2 separate regions of the Callithrix jacchus genome follow, and region 1 is linked to region 2. Evidence: chromatin contacts called from public Hi-C data. All regions are on one chromosome and are shown on one strand. Each heading gives the region's core, a stretch centred on a gene start, on an enhancer-like site or on the middle of the called end of the contact. The rest is flanking DNA. Distances are from core to core; before and after follow the strand shown.

Evidence for each region. Hi-C and Micro-C count contacts between places; a contact is called where the count stands out from the background.
Region 1: a contact with region 2 is called in a Hi-C map of skeletal muscle, with 7 times the contacts expected there. The contact joins two enhancer-like sites. A contact is called at or near these places in 2 of 3 Hi-C or Micro-C datasets (induced pluripotent stem cells and skeletal muscle).

The regions. Positions count from the first base shown.
Region 1 is chr6:139,513,611-139,518,255 of calJac240_pri, reverse strand. All of the region lies in intron 1 of LOC103793942 (a long non-coding RNA gene), which reads left to right. Among named protein-coding and RNA genes, the nearest start is that of TNS1, 330 kb to the left of the region's middle. Within about 2 kb of position 1,990, at least 4 of the 16 cell types and tissues checked have an H3K27ac peak or open chromatin away from gene starts, as enhancers often do. A contact at or near this core is called in skeletal muscle, where this site is marked.
Region 2 is chr6:139,299,156-139,303,503 of calJac240_pri, reverse strand. No RefSeq gene overlaps it. Among named protein-coding and RNA genes, the nearest start is that of TNS1, 540 kb to the left of the region's middle. Within about 2 kb of position 1,598, at least 7 of the 16 cell types and tissues checked have an H3K27ac peak or open chromatin away from gene starts, as enhancers often do. A contact at or near this core is called in skeletal muscle, where this site is marked.

The DNA.
Region 1 (4,645 bases), core at 741-3,240, 210 kb before region 2:
GGGGTTCAGAGTAAGAGAGCAGAAGTATGTGATGTGAGGTTCCTTGAAGTCCAGGCTCAGCAATGGCCTGACATTACATTTGGTCAAAGCAAGTCATAGATCAATCCTGCAAAGTCACATGTTGAGGGCATGGATACAAGGGAGAGTGAAAAAGGGTGACCACTTTTATAACTTACCACGTGGGGGTCAGATTTTGACCTGATTTCCAAGGCTCTTTCTAATGAGTTGAGCTGCTTAGCCATGGGACAGATGCACTTGCTGGCATGGGCCTTCTGTAGAGGAAAGGCTACCTCTCAGGTGATCAGAATGGGATCACCGGGCTGCCAAAAGCTCTTCTGATTCCAAGTGTTTATTTACCAGGAAATTATTTTTGCCTACCCAGAGTCTAAGATTTTCATAATTAGAGAATAGGAAAATTGAAATAATTTCCCAAATCCTTGACTGTCCCAGTCATGGCCAAATGTCCTGATCCCCCAGCCCCTGCCACCACTGCTGACAGAGGAGGCAGCCTCCTCTCACTTCCATTCACCCATGTTGCACCCCACAGTCCTGGCCTTGCCCACGTCTGCCTCTGATCACACACCTGCCTGTCTGTGCTTCATGTCTTGTCAGGGGTAGAGAGCAGAAGACAAAGGATAAAGCATGCCCCCAAAGACAAAGGTTGCTGGACAGCAAATTTATATTGCAGTCTCTAAAGAATGATGTGCCTTGGAGAGAAAAAAGGGACAGCACCTGCATATTTTTCAGAGAAATGCACATGTGCAGAGAGTGGAAAATTAAAGAAGCTTAACACCCCAAACCAAAGTTGGTTCTAAAGGAGGGAGATGTAAACTTGAACTTCAGAGCTGGAGCCAAGACAGGAAGTGGGCTTGGCCTGCATGAGGTGCATACGCTGCATGGAAAACCACCCTACGTCCGGCTCCCTGTCTTCCTAATTTCCCTCAGATTCCAGCCTCTGCTGACCCTGGGAACAATGCAGCTCTGTGCTGAGACTGTGCCTTTTGTAATGGCCTGGGAGAGGAAGAAAGGAGAAGCTGGTCTGGGCGTCTGCATGTGTGAATCACCCACGTCACATGGCCAGGCCGGCTGCAGTGGCTCCCTGGGTCTGCACAGGGCACACAGGGACCGTGGCCTGAGCCCACGCCTGGAGATTGGTCAGCCAGCTGCAGAGTGCCCCACTCTGAACAGCACAGCCAGGGAGAGGATGGAGAAGGGGGAAGGTCTGATGCCACGAGGGCCTTTGAGGACATTCCTGGTTGCCATGGGCAGCCTCTGGTCCCTGAGTGTTCCCTGCCAATCCCAGATCATTTGTGGAGACTGAATCTGATGTTTGTGAAAGTCATAGACTTTTCGGTTCATCACTGAGACCCTCAGGACCCTGGCTTGTCCCTTGATTCAGGCAGGACATATCTTCTTCAGTGTGGGGGCTTCTCCAAGGACTGAAATATATCCAGAGTATGGAGAAACCTCCTTCTTCTTGAGAAGAGAGGGTACAGGGAGATAGGAAGGAGCCAAACTTCTAAATACTGGTTTTAGAGTCAGAAGCAAGAGACACTAAGGCCGGCTCCTCGGAGGGCAGGTTGGCAGGTGGTGGGCGTCAGGACAAGAGGAATATTCGGGCCAGGCACTGAGAAAAGCCTGTGCTGCTTGAAGACAGAGCAGATTGCTGAGGGTGGGTGCAGCCCCCCATCCCTGTTTCCAGCTGGAGAGGGCTTGCACGGCGTGGAGGAAGGGGACTCGATCTGTGACCCTGGGCAGTCGCAATTAACCTGACCGAGGCCAGCCGTGGTGCCTTCTCACAGTCGCCCTGCAGAGGGCAGTGTGGTACTATGGGCAGGACTTTGCTGCCTCATCAGCTTTTCTTTCCACCTGGCCTCCCTCCTAATCTTTTAAAATCAAAGCTACTTAGACACAACCTGAGCGCTGCTTCAATGACATGGATTTAGCCTGGTGCTCTGGGCCCCCTTTGCGGAGGGAAGCCCCCCAGGCTTGGATGTGTTCAGAGAGCTCACCTAACACTCCCCTCTGCTGGCTTCTAGAGCCTCGGGGACAATGGCTAAAAGTGGCTGTGTAGATGGGCAGAATTTGGTTGTATATATGCAGAGCCTTAGGATTTTCAAAACACATATTCATCTGCTTCTTGAACCCATTCCAAGAGGCAGATGGGAGGCTCCATTCTATAAGAGGGAACTGCAACCCAAAGAGAGGGGAAGAGACACAGCTCATGGGGCCGCAGCTGATTTGAGGCAGAGACATGTGGGGGACCCGGGTCTTCTAACCCTCAGTCCAGTGCTCACTCTACCCCTTGTGAAGCCTGGGAAATGCAATCGGTGTTACTTCCCGCCACCAGCAGACCTCCCCCTCTTTGTGGGTCCGTTTTCTCCCAGATGAAGGGAGTGAAGATGCCTTAGCTACTCCTAGATCCTTGAGCCACTCTGCCAACTGTATGAACTTCGGAAAGTCCACTCGCTGGGATTAGCTTTTCCCATCAGGACAATAAAGTTATTGGATCAGTTGGTCTTGAAGGTGGCTTGGAACCTTGACCTTTCCTGGTTCCATGTTTGAGCTCTGTCCTCAGTTACAAGTTAGTTGGTCGAATTGAAGAATAGAACTTTGCAGGGTGGTGGGGTGGTGACTGATGAGAGCTCCAGCTATGAATCTCATCAGACTCTGTGCATTCAGCTGGTTGTTCTCATGTGGAGGGTGCAGCTTTGTTCCCCAGGGCTTGAGAGAGTCAGATGAAGCCACGTGAGGGCATCCTGCATGCTGACAAATGGCATAGACAGTGGTATAAGTCAGTGGGAGTGACAGTCAGCAACTGTGACCCCCCCAGAGCTCCACACCAAGAAGTTCCTTGTTGGATGCTGGGGAGACAGTGCACTCCTCCAGGGCTGTGCTCCCTGCTCTGTCTCTCTAGTAGCCATTTATAGCCCCGGCACTTAGGAGTTGGCACATGCTCTGTTTCTGTGCTGGTCACCTCAGCAGGTCTGCTCTTCTGCAGGAGGAGGGCATAGGAAAAAGAAAGAGCCAAACCCTTCAAGGCACATGCAGGGTCACACTTACAAGATATACTTTGGATGTGTGGGATGGGGAGGAGTGGAAGGACAGAGAGACACGGATAGAGCTTGGAAGTCAGCATTCCTTTTTGACATCACCAACTACCATTCATTGAGGGCTAAGCATGTGCTAGGTACTATGTACCCACAAGTGGGTAAAACTATTAATAGTCTCATTTTACAGATGATGACATTGAGGCCCAGAGACACTGTATAACTGGTCCAAGATTGCACAGCTCAGCAGAGGTAGAGTTGTGATGGCTGAGTGCACACCCTTAGTCCCTCCTCTGGGCTCTACCCATCTCCCTGGGATTGGATTATCATCTCTATTATCTCACAATAAATTAGGACACACCACCTTGAAAGTATGACTATGCTTATGAGTAAACTGAGGAAGATCATCTGCCATCTGGACTGTTCCTGGAAATCTGGGAGATGATCTGTTTGTCTGTCTGTCTATCTATTGATCTGTCATTTCTGGGTCTTCTCCAGGCATCCCACCAAGCAGGAAGTTGGCTATGATTTCCTCATCCGTACTCTTACATGTTCTTCCAAAGAGTCCTGCAGAGTAGGGAGGGCTGGCGGTGCATTCCTGAGATGAGAAAGTGGAGACCTGGCAAAGGCCAGTGATTTGCTCAAGGCCCCAGAGCTGGTTGGTGACTGGTCTGGAACAAGAACCCAGGTTTCCTGACTCCTGGTCATAGTGTCCCATTCACCATGAGAAGGTTTCTGGGAAGAGAGATCTGACTTGGCCAGTGAGAGCCTGGGGATGCTGGCTTCCCAGCTATGGTGCTTTGAGTTCCTGGGGTTTCTGTGCTAATCTGTGCCTGAAGGCCCAGCCCTGCCAGGATCAGCCCAGGATTTGAGTCCTAATGCATGTTCAGATGAGAGATTTTGTGGGATTCATCCTACATTCACGGCCTGGTGTGGGTAGCCAGGGGCTTTCCCATAGAAACCGCAGTTATGCACTGTGTCAGGGCTAACTGTCCAGGGGGAGTGCAAAGCTTTGTGCTAGAAACCAGAGCTTCTCACCAAGCCATTGCTGCAGCCCTGCTGTCCTGGGGCAGCTGGAGACAGGGAGGGCCTATGGCAGGGAGACTCTGGGGAAAACTTAATGCATATAAATGGGGTTTCATACCACACAGGCATAGAGTAGCTTAGATTCCTGAGAAACCATCCCACCCATTCTGGGTCACCTTTACTGGAGGTAGGGACCTAGACACATGATTTTTGGAGAATTTTTTCTACTTATTTCTTCCTCCCCCTAGTTCTGCTTTTCTGCTTAAAAAACTGCCATAGTTACATGCCTGTTAGGTAAAACGTCAACTCTACCCTGACAATAAGGCTACCTTCTTAGCTCATCTCTGCTATTCTTTTCCTCTGGCCCTGTCCTTTCTCTTTCCTAACCCTATTGAACCATTGTGTAATCTTGTGTAAGTCACCTGTGTTACAGCCTGTCGTTGCTAGACAGAGCATAGATTGTCAACAGAGATGAATTTGGATCTCAGCAGGCAGCCTCCAGCCTGATGTGTGGACCTGGTCAAATCGCTCAATCTTTCTGAACCTTGATTTATTTTTCTATAAAATGG
Region 2 (4,348 bases), core at 349-2,848:
CCAGTATTCCGGATGCAGATGCAGAGAAAGAGAAACTACGAGTGACAACAGGATATGGTAATCAAATGAATAGTGTTGGAGATTGGATACTGATAAAGGAAGTTGATCTCTTCTTGGCTTCCTGAATGTCAAAAGTGGTGGGAACCTGTGAGCAGGTGACTGAGGGGGCAGATCTATCTCCTGACCTTGATAGCTTTAAGAACAGGAGAATCTCCCTACCCACTCAATATTTGCATCTATTTATAACAGGCAAGAGTCATTTCAAAGCAAGGCAAGGGCATTGCCAGGATGACCTTTGGAGGGCCCTTTTGGGATGAATCATCTGCGACATTGCCTTTTTAGCCACAATGGGTAGGGAGTATGTATTGTTATTTTAAGCACATGAAAACTGAGAATGCTACATAAATTCACATTATTGAGCAAGAGCGGTTATGGTGACCCTGAATATTTTCACATTTACCCTTGTAATTCCCCTGTTCCTTCCCTGTTTTGACTTATTTGAAATAATGGTCTCCTCTAGGAGTGGTGATATTTCATGTTGTGAGGAGTTGTCTAGAGGTAGGACCCTGAGTCCAGAGGAACATGGAGAAGAGGGGAGGAGGTAAGGGCACTTGGCTTCTTTCTGGACTTCGTGAGGACTGTGAGTTCTAGAGAGAACATTTTGGCCTTGTAAAAAAATAAAACCCAACGCAGACATGTGGCAGCTCCCAACTGAACCCCCATCCCCTAGAGGGCTACTGATCGAATGAACAGAGACCCCAATTCTCTTTAAAACAGCCAGAAAAACAAGTTCATATGTATTAACTAAAAATAAGTCAGTTAACACAGAACTTACTGACTTTGTGATGCTGAGGCCTGAGTTATATGACGCAGGTTAGTTTCATTTGTGTGTATTCTATGGAGAGGGGAGCCATGACGGCAGAGGCATGGTCTAAAGCATGTGGAATATGACTGGAAAGACACTTGCGGATAGTTTTCCACCAAGAGAGAAAACTGGCCTCCAGAGAAGTTGAACAACTTGTCCAGGGGCACAGGGAGTATTAGGAGTGAAACTGGCCTGGAAGCTGGGAGACCAGACTCTAGTGAGCCTTTATGGATCATCCTAAACTGTAGTTTATCTTATGTTCAAAACGGTTTTAAGAATTTCCTGAGTCTATAACTTAACTTCTAGATTCCAGATGCTCTCTCTCTGTCTATATATACATATATGCACCCACACACAGAGACAATAAAACATACAACACACACACACAGACAATAAAACATAACAATATACACACACATACAATATTACTAAGAGAGAGAGAGAAAATAGTCCAAACTTGAAATTACTTATAGATAAGGCAGTAAACTCCCAGGCTCAAGGTGGTCTTCAGAGTACAAGGGGGAGCAAAGAATCACCCTGAAGATTGTATGGAAAGGAGAAAGGTGCCTGGGGACCTTACCATCTTGAAAACCACAGATAAAATAGCTTCCAGAAAGAGAAGTTTGCACCTGCTTGAGAAATAGCTGCAACAATTCAGAGGCCAGGTAGACTGAGGGCGCTGCTCCAGGACGGGAATGAAAGGGAAAGTTTGGCTGCCTGTGGGGCTGGGCTGGCCTGGGGAAAGGGCACCAGTTCTAGAGGAGAGGGGCCGTGTGGCATCAGGGCTTCAGAGGTGTCTTAGCGAGGGGAAGAACGAAGGAAGAGTGTCCTGCCAAGCAAAAGTAAATCTCAAAGCTCGGAAGATACACCAACCCCTCCCCCACAAAAGCTGCCGTCAGTAAGAAACTGCACTTTCCCATGTTGACAGAAGAGGGTGCCCTTGAACTAAGAAACATGGTCAGTCATCCAAACGCCATGACTGCGCCTACCTCCAACTGTGTATTTAAACATCTAAAAACGGACAGAAAATGGCAGACGACACTCATGCAAAGCCAATAACAACAACAAAAAAACCCCCACAAGAATTAAAACATTCCAGCAGATGAAAATTCTTCTACATAAATCAAAAGGAGGCAGAAGGAAACTTTAACATAACACCTACACCTAAAACAAGCATTTGAAAGTAGCAGACAAAAACCTTAAATCATAAGTTCTAAGTTTTATAAAGAAATAGGCCAAAAATCCCTATTATTTTGTAAAAAACCCTATTTTCAGGAAAATGTGAAATAAGAATTGAGTGAACTCAGGAAAGATAGGGGAAGAAAAGACAAAATCACATTAAAAATAAAGGTCAAATTATAAATGCCCATGGAATAAGAGATTTAACTGAAAATATGAAACAGGAAAGCCGTGAAAAAAGGCAAGGGAATAAAAATAAAATAAGGAACAAAGCAAAAGAGATCTGAGAGAAAATAATCAATGGAAGAAAGCCATTCCAATGGAAAACCACTAGTATTTAAAACTATAAACTAAGAGGAATGTCTGAAATTAACAGAAGACTTGAATCTGCATCTTTAAAGGCTCCTCAGTGTATCTAGAAAAATCAGCTTGGAATGGTGACGTCCAAGACATATACTAGGAAAATACTATAATTTAAAGATAAAGAAAAACAGTTTCTACATTTCCAGGCAAAAAATATCAAATCACTTACATGGGAAAGAAAATCAGACCAGACTTCTCATATAAAGTAAGAGAACAGCACGGTCACATTTTCTGGAAACGAAAGGAAGTGTAGAATAGGTTCATGTAGATGAGCTAAGCTTCAAGTATCAAGCTGTTTTCTATGTGCAAAACCCCAGAGAACACTGCAATCACTATCCAACTTTAATTGCCCTATTATAGAATAAGCATCATTTAACCAAGAGAGGACCCAGACTGGAGGAACTCTGGAGAATGGACTGAGTGTGAGCATTGGATATATTTCAATGTAAATCTGTAACTACAATAAGGAGAGTCATGGGTGGAAGAATAGTACAACTGTTATATGCCCTGACAAGACGGAAGTGATATATTGTTGCATAAACAATAGGTGGGAATGAAGAATATCATTTGAAGCAAATAAAAAATAAGCAGCAGGGTAAATATGAGAAAAGAGACGAAGGGCATTATAATAGGTAGTAGCAAAAAGGTAAGTACTACAATGAAGATATTAATCTTCCCAGATATCAAAAAATAAATAAATCACACTGAGAAAGAAAAATTATATATACAGTTTGACACAGAATATAAGGCGAGACCATGTACATCAGTCATATTACTAAATTATATTTATTATAATTTATTAATAAGCTTATTAATAAATTACATAACTCCACAATTAAAAATATTTTCAATTTGACTCATACAGCCAAACTCAATTCTATAAGATAAATTTGAGACATACTTATAATAAAGTGATTCAGAAAGGCTAAGAATAAAGAGGTATTCCAGACAAATGGAAACCATAAAATAAAGACACTCAAATCTAATCAACATAATTCATAAGGTGGACATTGTAGATGTATATCAAACCTCCACTCTTGTTAATATTGGGAATATCCTCTCTTCTTATGCACAAACAGAATGTTCACAGAAATTGAGCTCATATTGAGTAACTGTCTTTCTCTAGGCTGCTATAGCAGAATATCAGAGACTGGGTAGCTTAGAAACAACCAAAATTGAATTCTCACAGTTCTGGAGACTAATAAGTCAAGGATCAAGGTGCCAGCAGATGTGGTGTCTGCTGAAGGCCCACCTCCCTGTACATAGGCAGCACCTTCTTGCTCTGTCCTCACATAGTGACAGGGACTAGTTAGCTCTTGGGGTCTCTGTTATAAGGGCACTAATCCCATTTGATGGCCTGATTGCCTCCCAGAGGCCCCACCTCCTGATGCCAGCACCTTGGGAATTAGGATCTCAATATACATATTTTAGGGGGACATAGGCATTCAGCCCATTGTGGTCACAAAGAAAGTTTTTGAGTGAGTTCCATGAAGTTGGAATTAATGAGAAAATTTTAAAATGTTCTTCTACTTGGAAATTAACAACATCTCTCTGTTAGATGACTATTGGGTGAAAGAGGATATATAAACTAAAATTGCAGAATTTCCAAAAACAATAATAGAATAAAAATTATTCACATCTGAATTTACAAGAAATAATTAAAGCAGTGATCTGAGGAAAATCTATGGGCTTAAGTATTTAAATCCATAAAAAATAATTACAATAAATAAATGTTATTCCCAACTTAAAAACCTATACACATTGCAAAGTAAATAAAAAGAAAGTATAAAGAAGGAAGTAATAAGGATAACAGAGGAAATTAATGCAATAGAAAAGAGTAAAACAAAAGTAGAACTAATTAATGATTCAAAATGCTGGCTGATATGGTTTGGCTGTGTCCCCAGCCAAATCTCATCTTGAATTGTAGTTTCCATAATCCCC